Regions from separate parts of the Mus musculus genome. Here regions 2 and 3 are each linked to region 1. Evidence: chromatin contacts called from public HiChIP or PLAC-seq data. All regions are on one chromosome and are shown on one strand. The core of a region is the stretch at or near the end of the contact, and the rest is flanking DNA. Distances in the headings are between cores, read along the strand shown. Region 1 overlaps Lrpprc (leucine-rich PPR-motif containing). Region 2 overlaps Camkmt (calmodulin-lysine N-methyltransferase). Region 3 holds the start of Slc3a1 (solute carrier family 3, member 1).

Region 1 (2,565 bases), core at 38-2,537:
AATGGTCTTCCAGAGGACCTGAGTTCAATTCCCAGCAACCGTATGGTGGCTCACAACCATCTGTAATGAGATCTGATGCCCTCTTCTGGTGTGTCTGAAGACAGCTACAATGTACTCATATACATAAATTAAATAAATAAATCTTAAAAAGAAAACAGAAAAGAAACCATTTGAACCCAGATACCACGGCTATGAACCTTGGCATCTGCCACTAATAAATTAACAAATAATTCTTGCTTCTGTTTTACCCACAAATTAAATTTCTGAGAAGACAGAACTTGTAAAGGACAGTTTTGTTGTTGTTTTTCCTACACTACCCTTAATTTTAGTCTGTTTTACTTAAGGATGGGTTTGTTTTGTTGTGAAGAATAGGACTGAAAAAACACTGGTACTATTTCTGCTGTGGATTGACTACCGGTTTTAAGCAAGCTTTTTCTAGAGTGATAATGGAGTTTGGGAGGACAATTTGTAAGAAGACATTAACATTTGGATCGTGTTATGGAGTTTAAGGTCAGAGGTGTCTGGGTTCCAAGGTCTGTGCTGCTGACAGCTCTCCACCAGCTCCTCCTTTAAAGTCTGCGTGGCTAAGCTAGAAATGGAGCAGACAGACAGACAGGGCAGACAGACCTTCTGATGGCCAAGGGGAGCAACAATGAGACAAAAGACAAAACCAACACAGTGACCTGGGCTTATTTCCCCATGACGCCTTCTGCTTAAGCCTTTGGCGCATTTCCTATACCAATTAGGAATTAGGAGCAAACATCCCATCTCTCAGTTCTGGTGAGGTCAGACAACATCAACGGCATCTCATCCTCTGTTTACAAAGAGGACCTGAAGATCTGGCATTGATTTGATGACTCCAGTAAGGGTAATAATGACTTACACAGTTTAGGTTCAAGAAACCAGATCTTTCATTTCAACGTATGGCTGGCAACCTTCCCAAACAACACCCAGACTGTTCAGAGTGCTGTGAATTAAGTCACAAAGTCCATCCTGACCAAAGAGCTCTTACGCAGAGAACCCTGGTCTGCCCCTTCCCAGTGCTTTAACATCTCCTCAAGGGGCTGCTGACTTGAGTGCAGAAGCCGCCTCCCACAATGGCAGGACTTTCAACCACAAGCCAAGGGAGCCCTCGGCTCCTTTCCACTTACACTTTTGTTTTACCGTTGGTAAGAGGAAAGAAAAGTCTTACTCTTTCTAAACAAAACCGCATCCTACGTTTGACTGAGAGCTCCAACTGTGACTTATTTACATGTGTGAAGCCCGAGAGGATGTGCTGACTGCTCATGCTCCTGCCTCCACCTCCAGAGGGCTGAGATCACAGGCACAGATCATCTTGCTCCATCCACTTCACGTGGCGCTAGGGGCCAACTCAGGGAAACGGCGTGCTGGGCAAGCAATCTACAAACTCAGCTATGTATGTCCTAAGGCCTCAAAATATTTTTTGTGCAGCTTCATTTTTTTTTAGAAAATTTGAAGTAGAAAATCTCATTATAATAAAAAAAGGCTTTAAACTTAAATGACTGAAACTTAAGTGATTTTATCTATGTATGCTATTAAACAATTTATAAAGTAGAAAACCATATATAGAGGCATACCCTAATGTTAAATGTTTTTTGGTTTTTATCTTTGGAAAGACAGCATTGCATGTTTTAACAATTTTCCGAAGGCCCCACAGCCAGGTTCCCTGCAGCAGGCATGGCCAGGGCTGGTGGTACCTAACAGCCCTTCCCGGAGCGGCTTTCCAGCACTCTCAAAATTCTTATGAAATGGGCTGGGCATGTATCTCAGGTGGCACACAGCGGAAGGGGTGGTACTACCTATGATCCCAGCACCGGAGGTGGGAGGAGGATCACAAGTTCAAGGCCACTCTCAGCCACACAGGAAGCTTAAGGTCTGCATGGGTTTCAGAAGACTGCATTCGGTAGGCCAGAGATGGAGACACAAGCCAGTAAGCTGGCGTGGCAAGTAAAGGCTGCTCACAGCACAGCCCGTGATGCACATTGGATGGAGAGTAAGGTGAAGGGAGAACATCAGCTCCTCTGAAGCCCACATGCACCGTCCCCTACCCAACAATAATAATGTATTTAAAAAGGAAAGTGTGTTAGGTAGACTTCTAACCACTTGACTCAAGGCAGAGTCCTCTAAGAAGAAAACCCAATTGAGAAAGGCCATCAGTGTGGCTGTCTTCAGACACACCAGAAGAGGGCATCAGATCCCATTACAGATGGATATGAGTCACCATGTGGTTGCTGGGGATTGAACTCAGGACCTCTGGAAGGGCAGTCAGTGCTCTTGACTGCTGAGCCGTCTCTCCAGCCCAAAACATTGGGCTTTTTTGTTTGGTTGATTGGCTGGTTGGTCTCTGGTTTTTTTTTCAGTGCTGAGTCAATTCTAATTCTATTCTAAATTTGATCACATATAACAGGACTCTCCAAAGTACACAAAATAGGTGGCTTGACTACTACACAGAATGTTCTGCAACATTTTAAAATATATTGCTATTTATTCTAACAACACATTAAAGACTTGACTATATTAACGTTGACATAAAGGACTGTAATT
Region 2 (2,565 bases), core at 48-2,547, 400 kb after region 1:
ATCTCTCCAGCCCCTTTTGAAACATTTTAACATTTATTTTACAGCATTTATGTAGCAATAATTTAAAAACTTTTCAAGAATAGACTCCCATTTGGAATTTTCAAGCTCATTCATCATTGTCTGCATCTTGTTACGCTAGGAAAATGACTGACAGGTGGAAATGCACAAATGCTGACTGTGTATGTGTAGCTCAGCATGCGATGTGCAACCCTGAAGAATGAACGAACGAACGAACGAACGAACAAACGAACGAACGGCCTACTTAAACTACCTTTCCCGCTCTCCCACGGTCAGGCGATGCAGTTATGAGGTAATTGAGTAGGACTCAGAGAGCTATGCCTCCTTGTTTCCTACCTTTCCCGCTCTCCCACGGTCAGGCGATGCAGTTATGAGGTAATTGAGTAGGACTCAGAGAGCTATGCCTCCTTGTTTCCTACCTTTCCCGCTCTCCCACGGTCAGGCGATGCAGTTATGAGGTAATTGAGTAGGACTCAGAGAGCTATGCCTCCTTGTTTCCTACCTTTCCCGCTCTCGCACGGTCAGGCGATGCAGTTATGAGGTAATTGAGTAGGACTCAGAGAGCTATGCCTCCTTGTTTCTAGTTTTGCTGACCTCTGGGACTTTCTTTTTAGGTCAGTTCCTTTAGGGTCACAGGGCAGAGGTCATCTCCATCAGAAAGGGGCTTAGGAACAGAGCACACTTACTTTATCCTTTTACCATGTTTGTCTAACCGGAAGTTCCTGGAGTCAAGTGATCCCTCAGCCTCTGGTCTCCTGAGTAACTGAGACTGAAGTTGTGTGTCACAGTCTCTTAAGTAGCGCATTCATTCCCTTCCCCTCGCTGCCCTCCCCTCCCTTTCTGTCCCCTCCCCTTCCCTCTTCTTTCTTTGTTGATTTTTGAGATAGACTGTCTTTATAGTCTAGGATGGCCTTGAACTTTGCCAGCCCATCCTAGGCATTCCCGTTCATGTTCCACAGATGTACCCTCACTCTCACCATTCTGTGCTATGGTTGCTGATTTTAAGCCACAAAACCTTTGTCCCTTGTTTTTTCTCATTAACCATTTTTTTTTAAATGGCATTATTTTTCCAACGAACTCCTTTTAAGTTGGAGGGGTCAGAATTCTCCCTTTATAGCTGTATTGATATTTCTGCTTTTTCTCAAAATAGCTTGTGTTACATCAGCCCTTCTGCCTGAATTCCACACCTTGAGAGAGGAATGTGCGCATTCAGTGCTGTGCCTGTCCCCACCCAGGTTACGCCCTACCCTGTCTTTGTCCCAGCTCCACTTTCTTGGTAACTTTTCCTGCTCACTTGCTGTCTGTTTAAATGTCAGAACACTTTCCCTGTGACTCAGTACATATTTATATTCCAGTCTCTTTTTCTGTTTGAGACGTCTTCATGCTCTTCATGGCTTTTGATTTGACTTGCTAGAAAATAGTTATCCTTTGCCCACATCATGAGTTTTCAGGATTATAAAACTCTTTGACCTTTAAACTATGACTAACAATCTGCTGCAATCATTGCTGGTAGGTGAGAAGATGCAGACTAAACTGTGAGTGAGCTACAAGATCAGAGTGCTGACTCTCTGGCCTGAATCTTCACCATTCTCATCGAGAGAGTAGCTCTCGTTGCCAAGGCCGTGGATCTTAATTTACTTGGTATTGTGTTGTATTCTAGCATGTTCTAGGACAAGAATATCCTCCTTCCTTCCTCTCTCTCTCTCTCTTTCTCTCTCTCTCTCTTTCTTTCCTTTCTTGAAGGTTTCTCTGTATAACCAGGTTGGCCTCGAACTCAGAGATCCAACCAGCCTGTGGTCCCCACAAGTGCTGGGATTAAAGGTGTGCAGCACCACTGCCCAGCTAAATATAGTGTTTTATGGAGTCATCAAATATACATGCTTAACTGTATAAAAAAAGCAGTTATAATTTCTTAACCCAATACAGAATAAGTAATACCCTTTAATTTGTTGAGTTTTTCTCCTGCTTCCCCCATATCTCTGTATCTATCATCTATTTTTATCTATCTATCTATCTATCTATCTATCTATCTATCTATCTATCTATCTATCCATCTCTCTATCATCTATGTATCTATCATCTATCTGTCTTATCTATTTTTAATCTATCATCTATGTATCTATCACCTATGTATCTATATATCTATGTATTTATGTATCTATGTATGTATGTATCTATCATCTATCTTATCTATTTATAATCTATCATCTAAATATCTATCATCTATGTATCTATCATCTATCACCTATCTATGTATCTATGCATCTGTGTATCTATCTATCCATCTATATCTATATATCATCTATCAAACATCTATTTATCTAATATCTATCTATCTATCTATCTATCTACCTATCTATTGCTTTATCTATCTAACATCTATCTATCTATCTATCAATTAACCATCTGTGTCTGTATCATCTCTATATATCTATAGACAAGAAGGTTTCAGTTTTCTGCTGTATCCCTCTGTCGATATCAATTAGTGAGTGCTTCTGTAGAAGGTGATTTGAAGACTTGGAACTACAAATCAGTCTGATAATTGGG
Region 3 (2,565 bases), core at 42-2,541, 270 kb after region 1:
ATTAAACAAGAACACTAAGTTGCTCTACAGAAAACCCTGTAGTATTGGGCACCCAGACAACAGGAAACAACGGGTGCTGCACCTGGGTTCGACCCCAGAACCCAGGCAAAGTGGAAGGAGACATCCAACTTGACAGTGTCCACTGAACCGTCTCTCAACACCGCATCCCCCCCACCCACCCACACACACACAATTTTTTTAATTAAAAAAAAAAGTCTAATCAAAGCTTCCAAGTGTGGCTGATCATCTCATTCCTTGAGACCTGGGGAATCTCTAAGGCCAGCCTTTCAGCAAGTTTCTGGGGACTTGCAAATGTGTCCTACACTTGTCAATGATTAAACAACTGTTACGTGCAAGGATTAAAGACTGTGTGCATGTAGTACAACGCATGAACTTGCAGTGCTCAGCATCCTGCTCCCCCACCTCCTGGAAGTGCTTACAAGAATGTTTGAGCACACATACAGAGCTTAGTCATACACAAGGGCTGTCTGGAGTCAGCCTGGGATAAAATGATGTTGCCTGCCTCCAGAGCCACCTCCGTGGGTCTATAGGAAGACACTTTAAAAAAAAAAGGGGACAGCCAGTTTCTCCTTATTAGTTCAAGATCATTTTTATACCTAGCTAAAGAAAGAACATGATGCTTCAACCATTGTAAAACAGATTTAACACTACCCATTTCTTTAATAATTGGCTCAGTGGCAAATGGTCTGCGTTGTTGTAGGACCACAATTGTCCATCTCGAAAACTCATCAAAATCCCCAGGTGGAATTCTATTCCATTGGCCAACAGTTTCCCACAGTTCCTCTGAAACCCACAAGCACCCGTCTGTTTTCTGCTTCTGTGACTATAGGTTCTTTCTCGAAGGGGAACCACACAATATTTGTCTTGGATGTGTTTTTTTTTTTTTTTCCTCAGCATAATGTCCCCAAAGCCCATCCATCCTGTAGTATGTATCAGACTTGTTTCCCCTTTCAGGGAATAATTTCTGTGCGTTCATTTCACATTGCCCATCTCTCTGGGTCCCCACCATCCTTTGTAGTTTTGTGAATCGCATTACTGTAGGCAGTTGGTACTCACACAAGTAGCATCTTACAGCGTTTGGACCCTGCCTCTTCTCCGCAGTCTCCTCCTTCACATACTGTTACTGTAGATGAGTCAGCCACCCGGTATAAAGATAATTTTTGCACACACACACACACACCCCTCCTCCCGACCCCCTTTATTGAACTTTACGCAATCTTCCTTGGCTGGACAAAGTCCAGCCATGATTATTTATAAACCATTCAAAGCTCATTAACAAAGCACAGCGCTCAGCAAGACACCTTTCTACCTCTGTCCCTGCTGGAAAGCACCAGGAAGAGCTACACAGGGTAGACATGGATGAGGACAAAGGCAAGAGAGACCCCATCCAAATGAGTTTGAAGGGATGCCGAACCAATAACGGGTTTGTCCAAAATGAAGACATTCCGGAGCAGGACCCAGACCCAGGCTCCAGGGACACCCCACAGCCCAACGCCGTGAGTATCCCTGCTCCAGAGGAGCCTCACCTAAAGGCGGTGCGGCCCTATGCAGGGATGCCCAAGGAAGTACTCTTCCAGTTCTCCGGCCAGGCTCGCTACCGGGTGCCCCGAGAGATCCTCTTCTGGCTCACCGTGGTTTCCGTGTTCCTGCTCATTGGAGCCACCATAGCCATCATCGTCATCTCTCCAAAATGCCTTGACTGGTGGCAAGCAGGTCCCATATACCAGATCTACCCGAGGTCTTTTAAGGACAGTGACAAGGATGGGAATGGAGACCTGAAAGGTGCGTGTTCGCCGCTCAGGACCAACTAGTGGAGGGTGGTTTGTGGCCCCATTCTGTGCCTGGCTTGTGTTGTAAGCACATTCCAGGGTGGCTGGCACCCATTTCCTGGGAGTTAATTCAAGCCCCACGCAGCAGAAGTCAGCAAGCCTTGCTCTTGATGCAAGGCTATCTGCTGAAGGCTTTAGAGCCACGGGGTTGTTGAATCTCTCGTCCACTAAACCCATGCACATGTTCACTCGTCGATCCTGAAATTTTGTAGCTCCGTGTTTCATCTGAGACTAGCTCTCCTGGCACAGGCACAGCTTGTAGTCTAGCTGAGAGTTTATTAATAAATACATCGTGTTATATAAATGTGATGTCTGCGGAAGGGGAAGACTCTTCAAGTTTCAATCCTGAGAGAGGAGAGCAAGCTAGAACCAACAGTGTGTTAGTTGTTGCCTAATAATGGATTTCCCACAGCAATAGCCATAGTAGTAGAAGAATAGAACCAAAATTTTGTATTTTTTAAAATTAAACTAAAAGTCCTATATGTAATTTCTTATCCTTATAATTGAATGCTCCATCGGTCATGTTAAGATTGAAACTGCTAGACAGTGGGCGTAAACTGGATTGGCTGGGTCACCGTGGTTTAGGACAGAATAGAGTTGGTTGCTATCCCTCTGCTTGTAATGAGTTCCAGGACATCCTGGACTAAACACACACACACACACACACACAGAGAGAGAGAGAGAGAGAGAGAGAGACAGAGAGAGAGAATATTTT

The links. HiChIP or PLAC-seq counts read pairs in DNA pulled down with a chosen protein or histone mark.
Region 2: a contact with region 1 is called in an H3K27ac HiChIP or PLAC-seq map of embryonic stem cells, with 5 read pairs. The contact joins two enhancer-like sites. A contact is called at or near these places in 3 of 115 datasets of contacts at active chromatin or transcription factors (T-cell acute lymphoblastic leukemia, embryonic basal ganglia and embryonic stem cells).
Region 3: a contact with region 1 is called in an H3K27ac HiChIP or PLAC-seq map of epiblast stem cells. The contact joins the promoter of Slc3a1 here to the enhancer-like site in region 1. A contact is called at or near these places in 4 of 39 promoter capture datasets (the HPC-7 cell line, fetal liver, hematopoietic stem and progenitor cells and 1 more), 2 of 484 Hi-C or Micro-C datasets (the G1E-ER4 cell line and liver), 2 of 115 datasets of contacts at active chromatin or transcription factors (embryonic stem cells and epiblast stem cells) and 2 of 9 other capture datasets (adipose tissue and pancreatic islet).

What each region holds. Positions count from the first base shown.
Region 1 is chr17:84,757,349-84,759,913 of GRCm38.p6, forward strand. All of the region lies in intron 14 of Lrpprc (leucine-rich PPR-motif containing), which reads right to left. Among named protein-coding and RNA genes, the nearest start is that of Lrpprc, 32 kb to the right of the region's middle. Within about 2 kb of position 1,288, at least 34 of the 459 cell types and tissues checked have an H3K27ac peak or open chromatin away from gene starts, as enhancers often do. A contact at or near this core is called in embryonic stem cells, epiblast stem cells and hematopoietic stem and progenitor cells, where this site is marked.
Region 2 is chr17:85,161,899-85,164,463 of GRCm38.p6, forward strand. All of the region lies in intron 3 of Camkmt (calmodulin-lysine N-methyltransferase), which reads left to right. It overlaps Gm36826 (a long non-coding RNA gene), which reads left to right. Exons shown (of 3, transcript XR_877067.3): 3 at 140-2,063. Among named protein-coding and RNA genes, the nearest start is that of Gm36826, 5.1 kb to the left of the region's middle. Within about 2 kb of position 1,298, at least 39 of the 459 cell types and tissues checked have an H3K27ac peak or open chromatin away from gene starts, as enhancers often do. A contact at or near this core is called in embryonic stem cells, where this site is marked.
Region 3 is chr17:85,027,056-85,029,620 of GRCm38.p6, forward strand. It overlaps Slc3a1 (solute carrier family 3, member 1), which reads left to right and starts at 1,292. Exons shown (of 10, transcript NM_009205.2): 1 at 1,292-1,803. The coding sequence starts at 1,377.